Linked DNA regions of Mus musculus: region 2 is linked to region 1. The links are chromatin contacts, called in public Micro-C maps. All regions are on one chromosome and are shown on one strand. The core of a region is the stretch at or near the end of the contact, and the rest is flanking DNA. Distances in the headings are between cores, read along the strand shown. Region 1 overlaps Gm26535 (a long non-coding RNA gene). Region 2 has its middle 32 kb from the start of 5930403N24Rik.

Region 1 (7,604 bases), core at 2,217-4,716:
GTTGCAAGACACAGATCAAGTTGTAATTTGGCTGGAAGCTCCCTATCTGCTGGCTAGCTTTCATTGTGCTATACAAGCCAATGAGTGAGAACTGTTTTTAATAGTCTTACTTACTTGGAACCCTGTGATAGTACCAACTGGCCAGGTAAGATGTACTCTTTGGTTCAATGGTGGAAAGTCTGTTGTGGCAGTTACAAACCGCCTTCTGATTGGAATTGAAACCTGCTCAAAAGGGAATTGACATCTGATACTATAAACCCAGTAAAAGTCCATAACTTGAGGAATGGTTATAGGCCCTAGTAGAGAAGCTACCGTTATTAATTTGCTAAACATGGCATACCTGTCAAATTGCTTTCTAATTAATTGTGTTTATGCCCATAAAATAGTGCTGCTATTAATTCTGGCCAAAGAAGCTTTTTTCTTATAGTGGTCAACAGTGACTATAAAGACTCTTAATTGGTTAAAGTGCTGAGCATAAGATGAATATTGAATGTTCATCGAGAAATGGAACATTTACAATACCCCCTTTTAGTCTCAGCGAACATGGTGGAAGATGAGAGAAGAGACCCAAGACCAAGAGAAAGGGGGATAGGGATGACACAACTGTAACACTCCTGAAGTCACAACAGCATAATTACTCAGACATGATTTCCACAAGATGGGGCCAGTTAACATGTGGGGTGGGGATCATGGGATTCTACTCCTCCCTCTGGATTAATAGAAAGATATTATTTAACATGGGGAAGGAGACACATTTTCTTCAGTAGTCACTCATTGGTAAGGTGCACAGGGTCCTGTAAACAGCCCCTCCTGTAAACAGCCCTAATGAAACTTATCGGGTCACACACACACACACACACACACACACACACACACATGCATTCATACACACATACACACACACTTACATGCACACACACAGGCACATATGTACATACACATATATAACCATACACACATATGTGCACACACATACACAAAGCAGCACATACCGGCACATGCATACACACATGTGCACACACATATACACACATACATACACATTCTGCAAGCACTCTGCAGCTGAGCTGCAGCTCGGATCCTGTTTCCTCCTTTATGCTTTTGCAATATTTAATGTTACTCAATGTCATTTCAAAGCACTTAGCACAAAGCTGTATCTTTTCACGTGCTACAGATTGTGCTGTGACAGACCCTCAAGAGGTAAATTCCCTGGTGATACAACATGGAAAACCTGAAACAAACACATATACACATACACACAAAGGTATATACACACAGAGACACAAATATACAAACATACATATATATATATGACACATACACATAGCATACACACAAGCACATCATATAAAAACATACACCTATACATCCATATATATCCTACACAGGCATGTAGATACAAAAATATAAACACACATCTATGTACCATACACACTCATATATACCCATATATACATACCCACAGACATACACAAACATTTATATATATATGTTTATGTATGAACACACACACACACACACACACACATATATATATATATGTATATATATGTCACACGTATACAAATATATGTGCATGTCCATTTACAAACTACACAAACATACAGGCATGTGTCTACACAAACATATACATATCACACACCCATACACACACATATAAATATGTACTGCATACATATAGACATATGCACATATAGCACATAAACATATATACATATATACATACATGTACACCACAAAGAATACACAATTATATACACACATCACATATAAACATAAACATGCCCATATATGCAATGTATTATATAATCACATACACACATATATATATATCCATACAGACATAACCATACCACATATGTGCAAGCACATAAAAAAATACATACACACAAATACTTATACAAACACAGAGATGCAGGCATACATACCATAATTCAATAAACCCATTTAATTAAATTGACTATTTTATTGTGACACATGGCATTTAAATTACAGAAAATTTAAATATAAATAACAGAAAACACTGCAAAAATGAATGAATGTGACTGTGTGTGTGTGTGTGTGCGTTGCAGTTAAAACTCAAAAACAGAATTTGAAGAGTCCACCTATGTGGTAACTCCATCCTGGGGGAGGGCGCCTGCTGAGGTGCTGGGCCATCAATTTGCTTTAGGAATCCCCTGTGATGTTTAGAGGAAGTGAGGACAAGAGCTATACAGCCCCAGAGTTCCCCAAGAATCTCAGAACCCTCTAAATTTCCATTGGTGAGGGAGGAGGGTGAAAGGGAAAGAACAAAATAGGGAAAAGTCAGATGAAGTCATCTGAAGGGGATGATAAAAGGATCAAGGGCTAGAAGCAGAGCCTGGGGATAGTCCCTGGCTACCACCACCGTTTGCCCTATCAGAGGCCTGGAGCCATAGCTGGAAGGGCCAGTTATCTGGAAGAGAGCTGTAAACTCCAGAAGGGAAGGCAATACTTCTCCATGGGACTTCCCTGACAGGGGTTTCAGATCTTTCTCTGAAGCAACCCCAGGGCTTGTGACAGGGTTTCAGGGAAATGAGACAACTCACATGCAAATGTCACAGGAAATTCAGCACTGAGCCTTGCTGAGCAGGAGAAAGCACTCCACAGCCTAAAGGAGAACAGAAACCAGTGAAAGGAAGCCCCAGAGAACCAGAGAACACCTTACCAGGTCCTCTGTAATAATTAGAGTTACTACTGACCACCTACTGTGTGCTTAAACTCTGAGCACCTTCCCACCTATTCTTACAACACGTGTTATGAAACAGACATGATTTCTCCCATTCTCCTCTGTCCAAAGAAAGAAATACTCTCATCACAAAGTTTTATGGTTATGTGTTTCCTTGTGACAAGTCACAGATAAGCTTAGGTCTATTTATCATCCATAAGGTTATAGAATATCACAGCCTAAAATTAGCTGGTCCCTGGCCCAAATCAATCTGTTATCAATTAGTTGTGTAGAAACAGACAACTCATGTAGGTGCTTCAGGTCTCAGCTCTCTCAACATAGAATGGGGCTGCAATGGGGGTCTCTTCAGCCTTTGGCCTCCACAGGAAGTCATTTCACGCCAAACTAAGTAAGAAAATTACAAAATCACCATTAAATATTTTTAAAAACAAACTATGTATTGGGTTTATCATGATCTTGTTCCCTACTGATAACATACACTTCAGGGTAGTTAGCTTAACAAATTAAAATATTTTTAAAGTTGTGTTTTGGAGATGACCATGAAAATGGAGACAAAGTACTCAAAGTTAGCTCTCTGTCAGCAGAAATGAGGCACAGGAAAAAAAAATCAAGTCAACATTCTTCCTCCTACCCCCACCCCCAACCCCGGGAGTAAACCATCACTCACCGTGGGAAAATGATTACTTACAGGAAGTAAGGCTGGTGAGTCATCACACTGTTGTTCTGGGACTCTGAAGTGAAGCAGCAGAAATTAGCAAAAGGACTGAAAGGTTGGGGTGTGGTCTGTGACTTGCCACCAACTCCTTTCTGGGCATTGCAGGCTGAGGAAAAGCAAATAAGCTTTGGGGATATTGAGTCACAAGGCACTAAATCACAATCCTGTGCTGGGCTGAGGATCCCAGGGCAAAACCACACAGCTCAGCTTCCGGAGTCACTCCTTGAGCCTGAGTTCTCAGAACTCCAAAGTGTCATTGATCAGCAAACACCAAGTAATGCCACCTCTGGGCTTGTCCTGACAGGCAACCTGCTAAGTCCTGCCTGTGTAAGAGGCAGCCTCCTTATAGAGAAGATCAGCAAGCCTCAAAGGAGGACTTCAGTCACTTAGCACTACCCTCTCCTTCAATAATGGAATAATATACAGACACCACAATCACACTTCCTATTGTGGTCTTAACAAATAATACTGCACTTCTATTTTCTCCTCTGCAACTAATTAACCTGCTGCGAATGCTTTTTCCACTGGATTTTTCTAGTTGCCCTTTGATGCCCTTAGAAAATGTCTGAACAAGAAGCTGTTCTGTAATCAGAGGAATAGAAATACACAAAAAATTTTAGGATGAATCACCTACTACATATGCAAACTCTTAGGAGCCTGGGGTCCAAGATGGGAACACTGAACTCTTAATGTCTTGGTTTTCTCTATGCCATCTGTGTCTTGAAGCAATGAAAGGAAAAGTTCGGTCCGAAGATGTTTAAAATTCTCACAGGTCAGGACAGGCTATTGGAACAGTTTTTGTTATAGAGCCTGGACTGAACAGGACTCTACGGCTAAGGACACCAGTTCCAGGGTCATTTGCTGTATTTAAGTCTGCCTTACCAAGTTAAAATAATACAATCACAGACCCTAATATGTCCATTTTTTATTGGTGAACTGTGTAATTGTGCTATAGACAAATTATGGGCAATACAAAGCATTCAGAGAATTATTAAGATGATATTTAAGACATATTTGTTTAATTAATTAGTCCTCCCCTGTACCTCACTGAGCCATGGGGTTTCTGTACCTCACCCTGGGCACTAAGGGTCTTATGGCATGACAGAATTAATGTGTTAAGTTAGTTTGTAGACAGTTCCATGTCCAGAGAAATCTTGTTAAACCCATAAATCGTCAAGCCTGCTTGAAAAAAAAACACAATGTAGGTGAGCTTAGACCATGCTCTGGCTGCTCAAAAAGGCATTTCCTCAGATGCTCTGGGATCTTTGCTCCTTAGATTAATTCATTGAAATTTTATACATGTATATATCTTTTAATCATACCCACCTCCATTTTGTCCTGCCAACTCCCTCAAGGCCCTATCCCAACACATTTTCCTCTCCAACAGGTCCCCATCCGAACTTCATGTCTTTCCTTCCTTCCTTCCTTCCTTCCTTCCTTCCTTCCTTCCTTCCTTCCTTCCTTCCTTCATTCCTCCCTTCCTCCCTCTCTCCCCACCTCTCAAATGGGCCTAATTAGTGTTCCTTATATGCACATAAATATAAATATCAGGGCATGGGCCTACACCCTCCACCTCTTCTCCACCCCACCCCCAAATTCTTGGGCCCTCTCTCATCTTGGTACATATACAATTTTCAGTTAGGGGTAGTGCCTCATGAGTCACTCCTACATTCATGCAAGAATGTTGACTGGCTTAATCTTGCATAGATCTGCAGGTATCCACAGCTATTCTGAATTCATGGGTGCAGTGGTCATGTCATATGAAAAAGACAGAATTTCACAGCACTCTGCCTCACGCCCTAGGTGTTATTCTCTTGGAACAAGTCCTGAGTGCGGGGATGGAGTGTTGACACAGATATCTCACTTAGGGCTGGGCATTCAGTCACTTATCCACAGTACTTAGACCAGTTATGTCTTGACTGCTTCTCTCACCAAGACTGAGACAGCCCTGATCCATGGGTTCAGGCACAAATATTCAAAAGGCAGTTTGACAACCTGACCACTTAGCAAAATAAAGAGAGTATAAATTCCCCACCCTCCTAGGACCTATAACCTCTCCAGCTGTGGTTTTGTGGGAACAGCTGAAGGCATCTCCTCGGTGACATCATCCTCCTTCCAGTATATCTAATCTTTCGAGAATTATTTCTACAGAACACCAAGGTCATGTGAAAGTAGAGGATGTTTCACTCTGGTGACCACGCCCTGGTTGATGATTGTGCAGGGCTCTCTACAGTGATGGGGCTGAAGGCAGATGATCTCTCACTTGCCATGGAGAAAACAATGAAGTGTTTCTCATGCCCAGTAAAGGAAATATAGCTCTGTGTCCAAGATGTTGATAGGAAATAGAAAATCTCAGCCCCACACTTACTCTTCACCTAGCTGTCCTGTCCCTGTGCCTAAAATCCTCATGCTCTATACTCATTTTCCACTTAAAAGTGTGTTTGTTTTATAAAGACATCTCAGCAGGGAAACCTACTAAACAGCCACTCACATTATGGTGTGAGTTTTGGGAAGGAGTTTCCTGGGCTAATAAAAGTGCAAGGACTATCAAATCTTGGTGGGGCAGAGGAGGTGGAGGGAGTGGGGGTGTGTGGTGGAGAAGGAAAGATGAAAGGTTAAAACCCATTTGGAAGATCCTCTGATTTGAATGGGGCAGAGGGCAGGGAACTATAGGTGGAAAAAGTAAAACAAACCTGCAGAAGACAGAACACTGCTCAGAAGCCACTCTGGCCAGTCACGGAACTAAAAAGACTACCTCAAAATTAATATATGAAACATGCTGGTTTCCAAAAAAGGACAAGTAGCCCTTCCTTACCCTCAGACCAGAGCAACTGTGAAACAAAGCTCGGGAGCTGGGGGTATGTTGAGGGGGTGGCTCTAAAGGATAGTACACCCAAGGCTTGAGGGCTTGGGAGGTTCTTTCCTCAGCTCAGTAACTCACTTCTACTCTTTAGCTAGTTCTTTCCCTGCTTAATAAGCCATCTCTCTCTACCCATGCCATTTCCTCCTGGTGGCTGCTAGGGTTTTCTTGTAACCTTTGCTGTCTTTTTGTCTTACACCTTGAGTTTCCTTTTGAGTCCATTTCTGGGTTCCTGTATTAATGAGAGTAAGACCATCCCCTCCAAACCTCTACTTCCACCACTGAGGAGATGGAGACAAAAGGAAGATGGATTAAAGGCAACATAGTGAGTTCTAGGTCAGCCTGAGCTACATGAAACCCAGTCTCCAAAACAATAACAATAAAGAAAGCAAAGCAAAGAAACTGAAATCATTCTACTGGCATCCACTCTAAATCTTGGCTATTTGGGGGTCAGTTCCAAGATCACTGAAATGAGGAAAGAAGCCTAGCACTTTTATGGTTTCTGAGTTGACAAGAAGTTACCAAAATTCCCAGTGGGCATGTACTAGACTTTCATAATCCAGTAAGGAAAACCAGGGACATTCCATTGATGAATCACATCTCGAAGACAGGGGACACTATACAAGGCTTTCCCAGACAAAAAATGAATCTTTATAAAGTTGGGGAAAATGTAATCAACTTAACATATTTGCGAGCCATGTGGGCATATTTCCCAGAAAACATGAGAGAACATGAAGTAAGAAATGCTTGAAAACAAAGAGTGGGCCAGGATTGATGCTTGATAAGAACTCGGCGGTACTACAGAGCTGATGCTCAGGCGGATAACGCTGGAGAGGACCTCAGGACTGAGTCAGCCAGGTGCAGGGAGATGCCACCATTTCCTGGAAGTGTTACAGGCCAAGTTCAAGAACTTTGTTAATTTTCTGTTGTAACTGAATGAGGACAGATCAGTTACAATGAATAGTGTTGGTGGGCCAGTTTCATTTCTATGACTTTGACAAAGAGTGACTTAGGGCAAGAAAAGAGATTTATTTTAGCTTACAATTCCAGAACAGTCCATCACTGAAAGAAGTCATGACAAGAATTAGAGGCAGGCCTATTTACTATTCCAGACAGAACTTGGTTCACAACCAAGATGTACAGCAGGAGCAAGGTGAATGATGCTTCCTACCTACCTTGCAGGTAAGTTTATACTCAGCCAACTTTCTTACAGTTCAGGACCACCTGCCAAAGGATGTTACCCCTCCACACAGTAGGCTGGGTCCTCTTACATCAATTAACAATCAAGACAGTCCCTCACAGATAAGTTCATAGGTCAATCT
Region 2 (7,604 bases), core at 3,006-5,505, 170 kb after region 1:
CACCAGAAACAAAAAAAAAAAAATGTTTGCTTGAAATAAAGCATTTTTATGGATAATAAAGTTGAGACTCTTCAGACAGGGAAACCAAGTAAGAGCACACAGGCACAGGGCAGGTAATAGTGCAAGGTGAGCCACGAGGCTCCAGCACACACAGCCCTTACTATGTGGATGGAAGACCAGTGCAGGGCTTGGAAGATGGGATGGACAGAGGGAGAGGGAGAAAGTGGAAAGAACAACTCCATGCAGAGTGGTCAGAGGGAAAGGGCTGTGCAGGCACTCACTGGCCTCCTCAGCCGACCTCCAGAGAGCCACCAAAGTTTGCAGAGGAAGGTGCTTTGGGACTGGACTCCTGCAAACTGTGAGCCACTACAAAACCAATCTGAGGACACTGGACAGTAGAGGATACCTATGGCCAAAAAGAGGTGCAAGTTCTAAGTAGAACATTTATCAGCAGACAAAGAGGGAAAGGGGTCAAGAGAGGAGACAGAAAAGTAATGCAAACTCCCAAAGATTAAGAGTTGAAATAATATTTCTCATGTTTCAGAAAGGAAAGAAAGGGAAAAAAATCATAAACTTTTGAAACATGACAAATATTAATATTATTCTCCTTTCCTACCTTTTCTTCTTTCTTTTTCTCTTTCCTTCTTTTTTTTTTTTTTTGGTTTTCCGAGACAGGGTTTCTCTTTATAACCCTGGCTGTCCTGGAACTCACTCTGTAGACCAGGCTAGCCTCGAACTCAGAAATCCGCCTGCCTCTGCCTCTCGAGTGCTGGGATTAAAGGCGTGCGCCACCAACACCGGCTCTTTCCTTCCTTCCTTCTTTCTTTCTTTCTTTCTTTCTTTCTTTCTTTCTTTCTTTCTTTCTTCCTTCCTTCCTTCCTTTCTCTTCCTTCCTTCCTTCCTTCCTTCCTTCCTTCCTTCCTTTCTCTTCCTTCCTTCCTTCCTTCTTTCCTTCCTTCCTTCCTTCCTTCCTTCCTTTCTCTTCCTTCCTTCCTTCCTTCCTTCCTTCCTTCCTTCCTTCCTTTCTCTTCCTTCCTTCCTTCCTTCCTTCCTTCCTTCCTTCCTTCCTTTCTCTTCCTTCCTTCCTTCCTTCCTTCCTTCCTTCCTTCCTTCCTTCCTTCCTTCCTTCCTTTCTCTTCCTTCCTTCCTTCCTTCCTTCCTTCCTTCCTTCCTTCCTTCTTTCCCTTCCCTCCCCTCCCCTCCCCCCTCCTCCCCTCCCCTCCCCTCTCCCTCCCCCCCCTCTCTCTTTCTTTCTTTCTTTTTGAGAGGATCTCCTGTAGCTCAGGCTAGTCTTGAACTCAAGCATGGCCTTGAACTTTGATCCTGCTGCCTCTACCTACTGAAGATTGAGACTGTGTGCATGTGCACATGTGTTGTGGTTCCAGTTTATTTCTGTTGCTGTGATACATGCTCTGAAAAAATGCGACACAAGGGAGGAATGGTTTTTAGTGGGAAGACACAGCCCATCGTTTCTGGGAACTAAAGGCAGGAAATGAAGCAGCAAGTCACAGAATATCCAGTCTAGAGCAAAGAGGATGAATGCATTCTTGCTTGCTTTGTCAGAAGGCTTTCTCCTCTCTTTTACTGTTGAGGACATCCCTGCTAGTGAATAAAACTGCCCATTGTGGGCTCTGTCTGCCTACCTCAGTTAACAAGATTCTCCCCTCCCTGTCCCCCATCCTCTTGCCCACCCCACCCCCCACCCCCTTCTGTCTTGCCTGCATGTGAACCTGATCTAAATAACTAGATAACTCCTCTCTTTAAAAAAAATCTCTTCCCTTCTAGTTCGTGTCAAGTTGACAGTGAAAACTAACTGGTCTACCCACCAAATCCAGTTTTCCAATAATACTACACCCTTAGCCCTGGGATGTTTACGAATTTAAACTACATGAATTGACCATGCTAAAAATTTGGGGTAGGGGGTGTCATTGTAAAACAATCTGTTGTCATTTGCAAATTCTGGGAATCAAATTCTGGACTTTACAGATTCTAATTAAACACTGCAGTCTCTGAGATATAACACCCAGCCCCTAAACTGAGAAAAGCACCCCCCCCAAAAAACCCTCAAAAATTCTACAAATGTAGTCAAATGACAGAACGACAGCACAAATTAACAATTCTTCTTGGAGACTAGAAGTCAAAGCATACAAACGACATCAATTGCAGTGCTCTGTAGAATTACATCCGGGATCGCTTATGTGACTGAGGCCTCGGCTTCAAAGGTCTGTAACATTTAGACCTGTGATCATCTTTACTGGCAGCAAAATTATTCCAGAGCTTAACCTGCTCCACTTCGCACTGGCTAAGCAGATCATGCTTGCTATGCAAATCTTCTTCAGGACTGAATGCCACTGGGGAGGGAGGAAGCCATTGAAAAGCATCCCTGTACTGCTGCAGAACAAAAAGCCATCACATCCCGGATCAAAGCAAAGAGAATCCTTTCGCAACAGAAATCCCAGAGTCTAGCATCAGAAAATCAGAAACTCCTTCACACTCTCATTACTTTTTAAGCCTTTCCCAATAAGAGGAGGCAAGGGGGGAGGGGTTCTTTCATACGTGTGCAATTCCTATTACGTTCAATACACACATAGCCTTCAGTTCTTTTCCCTTCTGTAGGCTGTCAGCAGTTATTTTAAAATGTATCCAATTTTCAGTTAGAAAGAAGGCATTGTGGATGACCCACCATGGCACAGAATTTCAGTTTGTAAGATGCCCATAGCCATGACTTGATCAACAATTCCATGGCAACTTGGCAGCCCTCTCTCTTAACAGGGCACACCCTGTAGCCTCTGTTTTACAGTATTTTGTGAGTCTGCTAAATCATCATTTGTTATAAGCATGTTTCTGAGGTGACAGATGCCCCCAGTTCCTCTTCTTTCCTGAGCCCCTGAAATCACAGCTGTGTTGTACCCTAAGCACAATGTTGTCACATCTTTGCTCTGTTTAATTATTCATGTTAGTCCCGCTACAGAATTAAACTGCCTGGGGATATTAGGGATATTATGGGATTTCAGTCCAAACCACACACATGACCATATAGATGCCAACCCCTGCCAAGCATCTCCATGACTCCCCTTTTCTTCACATAATGATTGGCAGTATATTCCTAATAGTCAGGAGCTGGACAAGATAGACCAGTCTAACCAAGAGCCAAGAGCCAGTGTATGTTAGGAGGGATAGTCATACTTAGTCATAGATAGTCATAATGAGACATTATCCTCCCCTACCACAAAAGCAGAAATTAAAAAAAACCAAACCAACCAACCAAACAAACAAACAAAACCCCAGTGTTGTTTGTTTGCTTTGCTTTTTATTTTTAATTGATTTACTTCCAACCTGTGCCCCGATCTTTCTAGTAGGGAACTTTTGCTTGTTCAAGCGGAAGCTCAGGCAGATAACCTGAAGTTGCAGGCCATCCTCAGCTACATGAGACCAAAAATAAGCAATCAAAGCAGTGACAGGGGCAGCTTAGCCTCGAAGTTACCATTTTAACACTTCATTTACGACCACGGGAGACCCCTGCCTAACTTCAGGGGACAGCTTCCAAATTTCATGGACAAACCAGGATCAGTTTTATCTACTAGACTTTACTCGTAGTTTATTTTCCCCCGAAAAGTCCTCTAAAAGATGAGTAACATCTGTCTTTGACCTCCAGGTACTCCTTGGAGCTTACTCCTCGGCGTTTAATTTGGAATGTGTGCATTCTCATTCAGCCCTTGGAGGGAAACAGAAACAAAACCACAGAATGTGAGGTGAGGAAAGGCTTTAAGGGACCATCTGGTTAGAACCTCATTCTGCAAGTGGAGGTCAGTGCCACTGAAAAATTAAAGGCGTGGCAGGCACAGGCTGAAGCAACAGATTCAACACAGGCTCTCCTGTCTTGCTTCAGCTCTTCTGCCAAGAGGACAAAGGAGGCCTATTTTCTATTTTTCTATGCTGAAATCTTTCTCTTTTCCTCCTTGGGAGTGAGAGTGCTGTGCCTGAAGGGAACACAAACTTAACTCTAAAGTCTTCTGTAACCTATGGGAACTGCAGGCCAGCCTACGGCAAAGAGGAAAGACAACCTCAGGAGGTTATGCTTATGGGGCAGGGACCATTTGAATCCCCCTACAATGTCCTTGGTGCCTCTGTGTCTATGGCTAAAAGGGCAGCTCATAGAAAGGGACTTTTCTTGGCCACCACTTAAGGAGGACCACAGCTGCACTGGCCACAGCACAATTCCCAGGAGCAACCAGGCATGGGTCCAGCTCCGTGGGAACCACCAGCACTAGGGAGCTGACGCCCCCACCACCCTGCACTTGGATAGATTGCATTGAGCTCTCCCAGGCTTGGAGGCAAGAAGCCGATTAAAAAGCTACACAAGTTGAAACAGAAAATGCTTTTTCCCAGGGTTCAGCAGCCATTCCTGAATTCTGTGCTCCTGCACAGAGAAATGAAAGAAACCAGGAGAAAGACCCGTGATATGATGTACACTCTGGCCACATCTAGTTACCTTTGCTTGACTTAAAGAAAAGGATTTCTTAGAACTTTAAGGAGGACAAGAAATCAGCAAGTATACAATACCTATGAACAGAGGCAGTAACTGTGGAGGAATGGAAATAAAATGTGAATCTTAGTTTGGTAACTTATTCATGGATTTCTAGGGGAGAGAAGATTGATGTTGTTAGGTAAAAAGTTTTCCTTGCCTTCAAGTTTTACATAGAAGTGTTTGTTGTCTTTGCAGCTTATTCATACATATAACATTGCATTGTTTAAGGTTCTAGGGAGATCTCCAAATAGCTGGCTGCTTCCTGCCTGCCTCTGTAGTGCACGTGGCCACCTCATGCTCCTACAAGCTATGCCTTCCTGTATCCACGGCCTGTACCTTCAAACTCCTGTTTCCTCTCCCATTTCACAGTGAATGGCCTCCAGGACTACCTTGAGAACCTGAAAAATGTTGAGAACTGGAAAGTTCTTCAAATCAGACTAGGAGAAGGTCCAACTTGTATTCAGAATGGGATGCCCAGGCAACATACAATTATAAAAATTATGAAAACACATCTGTCTTTTTCCTTTAGCTCACTATAGAATATGATGCTGGAAGTGAAAGTGGCCCACCCAGTCCAAGAGTCTTGACAGTGGCAGTGGGTGGAAGGTGATCTCCCAGCCCTGGGAAATGGGGCTGGAAGCTTTATTTACCTGTGTGCAGCTTCCGATGCTTGTTTCCTATTTTAATTTGGTTGTAACTCTGCTGAAGGCCAGGCCAAGACAGATTGGGAATTTCTGTCAATATTTATTTGTTGCTATGTTAGTTGTTTTTCTGTTGTTGCAATAAAATACTGTGACCAAGGTAACTTATAAAAGGAAGAGTTCATTTGAGCCTATGGTTTCAGAGAATTAGAATCCATAACAACAGAGAAGTATGACAGGAGGCAGTATGGATATCAGGAGAGGAAGTGGGGCGATCACATCATTTACCTCACACTTGAGGCAGGGAGAGCAAACTGGAAGTGGCACAAGTCTTGTAAACTCTCAAAGCCTACATCCAGCAACATACGTCCTCCAATTGGCCACACCTCCAAAACTTCCCTACCATGGCCAGTGTTGGTTATCACCTTGACTATATCTGGAAAGCACTACAATACAGAAATGGAGGGCACACCTGTGAAAGATTTTGTGTTTGATTTGAAGAGGGTGACTTTTGAGGTAGAAAGACATACATTTGATGTGGATCTTGAGGCTGGGAAGAGTCACATTTAATCTGGGCCATACCTTCGGCTGGGAGCCTACATAAGGACATGGAAAAGGAAGATCTTGCTCTTTGCCTTCATCTTGCTAACACATTCCTTTACTGGCATTGGAATATACTTCTTCAGAATTCTAGTACATACAGAAGACCCACTGAAACATCCATCCTTGTAGGACTAAGCAACTGCTACATTTTAGGACTTTCCATTCATAGCTAGCCATTGTTGGACCACAGCCTGTAAGTTGATCCAATAAATTCCATACATAATAAATATATATTATATATGGAATTATATATGTATATGTGTATTGTATATATATACAGAGAAAGAGAGAGAGACACACACAGACAGACAGTTATAGACAGAGACAGAGAGAGAGAGATTCATTCCATAACTTCTGAGACTCTAGAGAACTGTGACTGACTGTCTTAGTTAGGGCTTTATTGCTGTGAAGAAACACCATGACCAATGAAAGTCTTATAAAGGACAACATTTACTTGGAGCTGGCTTACAGTTTCAGAGGTTCAATCCATTATCATCAAGGTGGGAGCATGGCAGCATCCAGGCAGGCTTGGTGTAGACAGAGCTCAGAATTCTACATCTTCATCTGAAGGCTGCTAGCAGAATACTGGCTTCCAGGGTGCCATGCCCACAGTGACACACCAACTCCAACAAGGTTATACCTCCTAATAGTGTGACTCCCTGTGCCAACATACACAAGCCATCACAGTGATTAATACACTCCTCTAACAGTACCACTCTGCTAGTTACTTCCTACTAACAAAACAGCACAACCAAGACAACTTACAAAACAAAGTGTGTGGTTGTGTTTATGGTTCCTAAGGGTTAGATTTAATAATGGCAGAGCAAACAGTGGCAGGAACAGCTGAGAAATCTCAGTTTGATCTACAAATAGGAGACCTCCAGGAAGTCTCACCACATTGCATAAAAGTACCTGAGAAATCTTCCTGAAATGTCTTTTTAACCTTGACACCCAATTGCTCAAAAATTTGGGGCAGCTAATCTTGCTTTCAAAAGAACAAAACCACCCTAGTTACTTTTTTTTTTCACATGGCAGAGATTTACTGGGGTGGGGGTGGGAGGATGGAGACAAAGGGGGAAAGAGAGAATGAAGAAAAAAAAGGCAACACCCTAGTTTCTAATTTCCAATCCCACCTTCCGGTTGTTAATTGCTGTCCAACTTCATCATCCTCACTTCCCACAGGCGCCTTTTTCCTTCTTGAGCATACCAATTGCTAGTGCTTCTCTCTTCTTGAATATCCCCTTGCCATCCCCACCAGAACACATGCCTATCTACTTCCATGTTCCTTTCTCTGCCCATAAATTCATATGATCTTTATCCTCAGAGCACATGGAAGCATGTTACCATGCAGCAGGTGGCATGTGTGCAGATGGTGTGACCTCTTCTTTGGCTGTTGGTTTTGGATGGATCTTCTGTTATATGCCACCAACTGTCTGTAACATTCACGAACCTATCCTGGAAGCTTAAGAATTCAGACTTGCAGAACAGAAAATAAAACTTTCACATAAGTCATATTATTATGTGTTAACAGAATACAAATTCTGTAAACACTAGAAAGTGAGGAAGCCAAGAAGAGAAATATTCATGGCATCTGCTAGAATCAGAGGAAAAAATGTCTTGTAAAAGGCATCATTTGACCTAGTTACTAAAGTTTTGGCAGCATTCAACAATGTCTTAAGTGGTATATTTAAGATTCTCTAAGATATATTTCAACTGTGTAAGTCTTAATAAATGAATAAATAAATTTGTTAACCATAAATCTGGAAATAACCATAAATCTGGAAACACACTACAAGGTGGTCATGGAAAATCACCTCACCCCTCGAGAGAAG

Evidence for each region. Hi-C and Micro-C count contacts between places; a contact is called where the count stands out from the background.
Region 2: a Micro-C map of muscle stem cells shows a contact between it and region 1, with 3 times the contacts expected there. The contact joins two enhancer-like sites. A contact is called at or near these places in 1 of 484 Hi-C or Micro-C datasets (muscle stem cells), 1 of 115 datasets of contacts at active chromatin or transcription factors (microglia) and 1 of 9 other capture datasets (embryonic stem cells).

The regions. Positions count from the first base shown.
Region 1 is chr10:37,333,308-37,340,911 of GRCm38.p6, reverse strand. It overlaps Gm26535 (a long non-coding RNA gene), which reads right to left. Exons shown (of 5, transcript XR_871577.1): 4 at 3,396-3,528; 5 at 1,964-3,091. Among named protein-coding and RNA genes, the nearest start is that of Gm26535, 18 kb to the right of the region's middle. Within about 2 kb of position 3,466, at least 173 of the 459 cell types and tissues checked have an H3K27ac peak or open chromatin away from gene starts, as enhancers often do. A contact at or near this core is called in muscle stem cells, where this site is marked.
Region 2 is chr10:37,167,277-37,174,880 of GRCm38.p6, reverse strand. No RefSeq gene overlaps it. Among named protein-coding and RNA genes, the nearest start is that of 5930403N24Rik, 32 kb to the right of the region's middle. Within about 2 kb of position 4,255, at least 42 of the 459 cell types and tissues checked have an H3K27ac peak or open chromatin away from gene starts, as enhancers often do. A contact at or near this core is called in muscle stem cells, where this site is marked.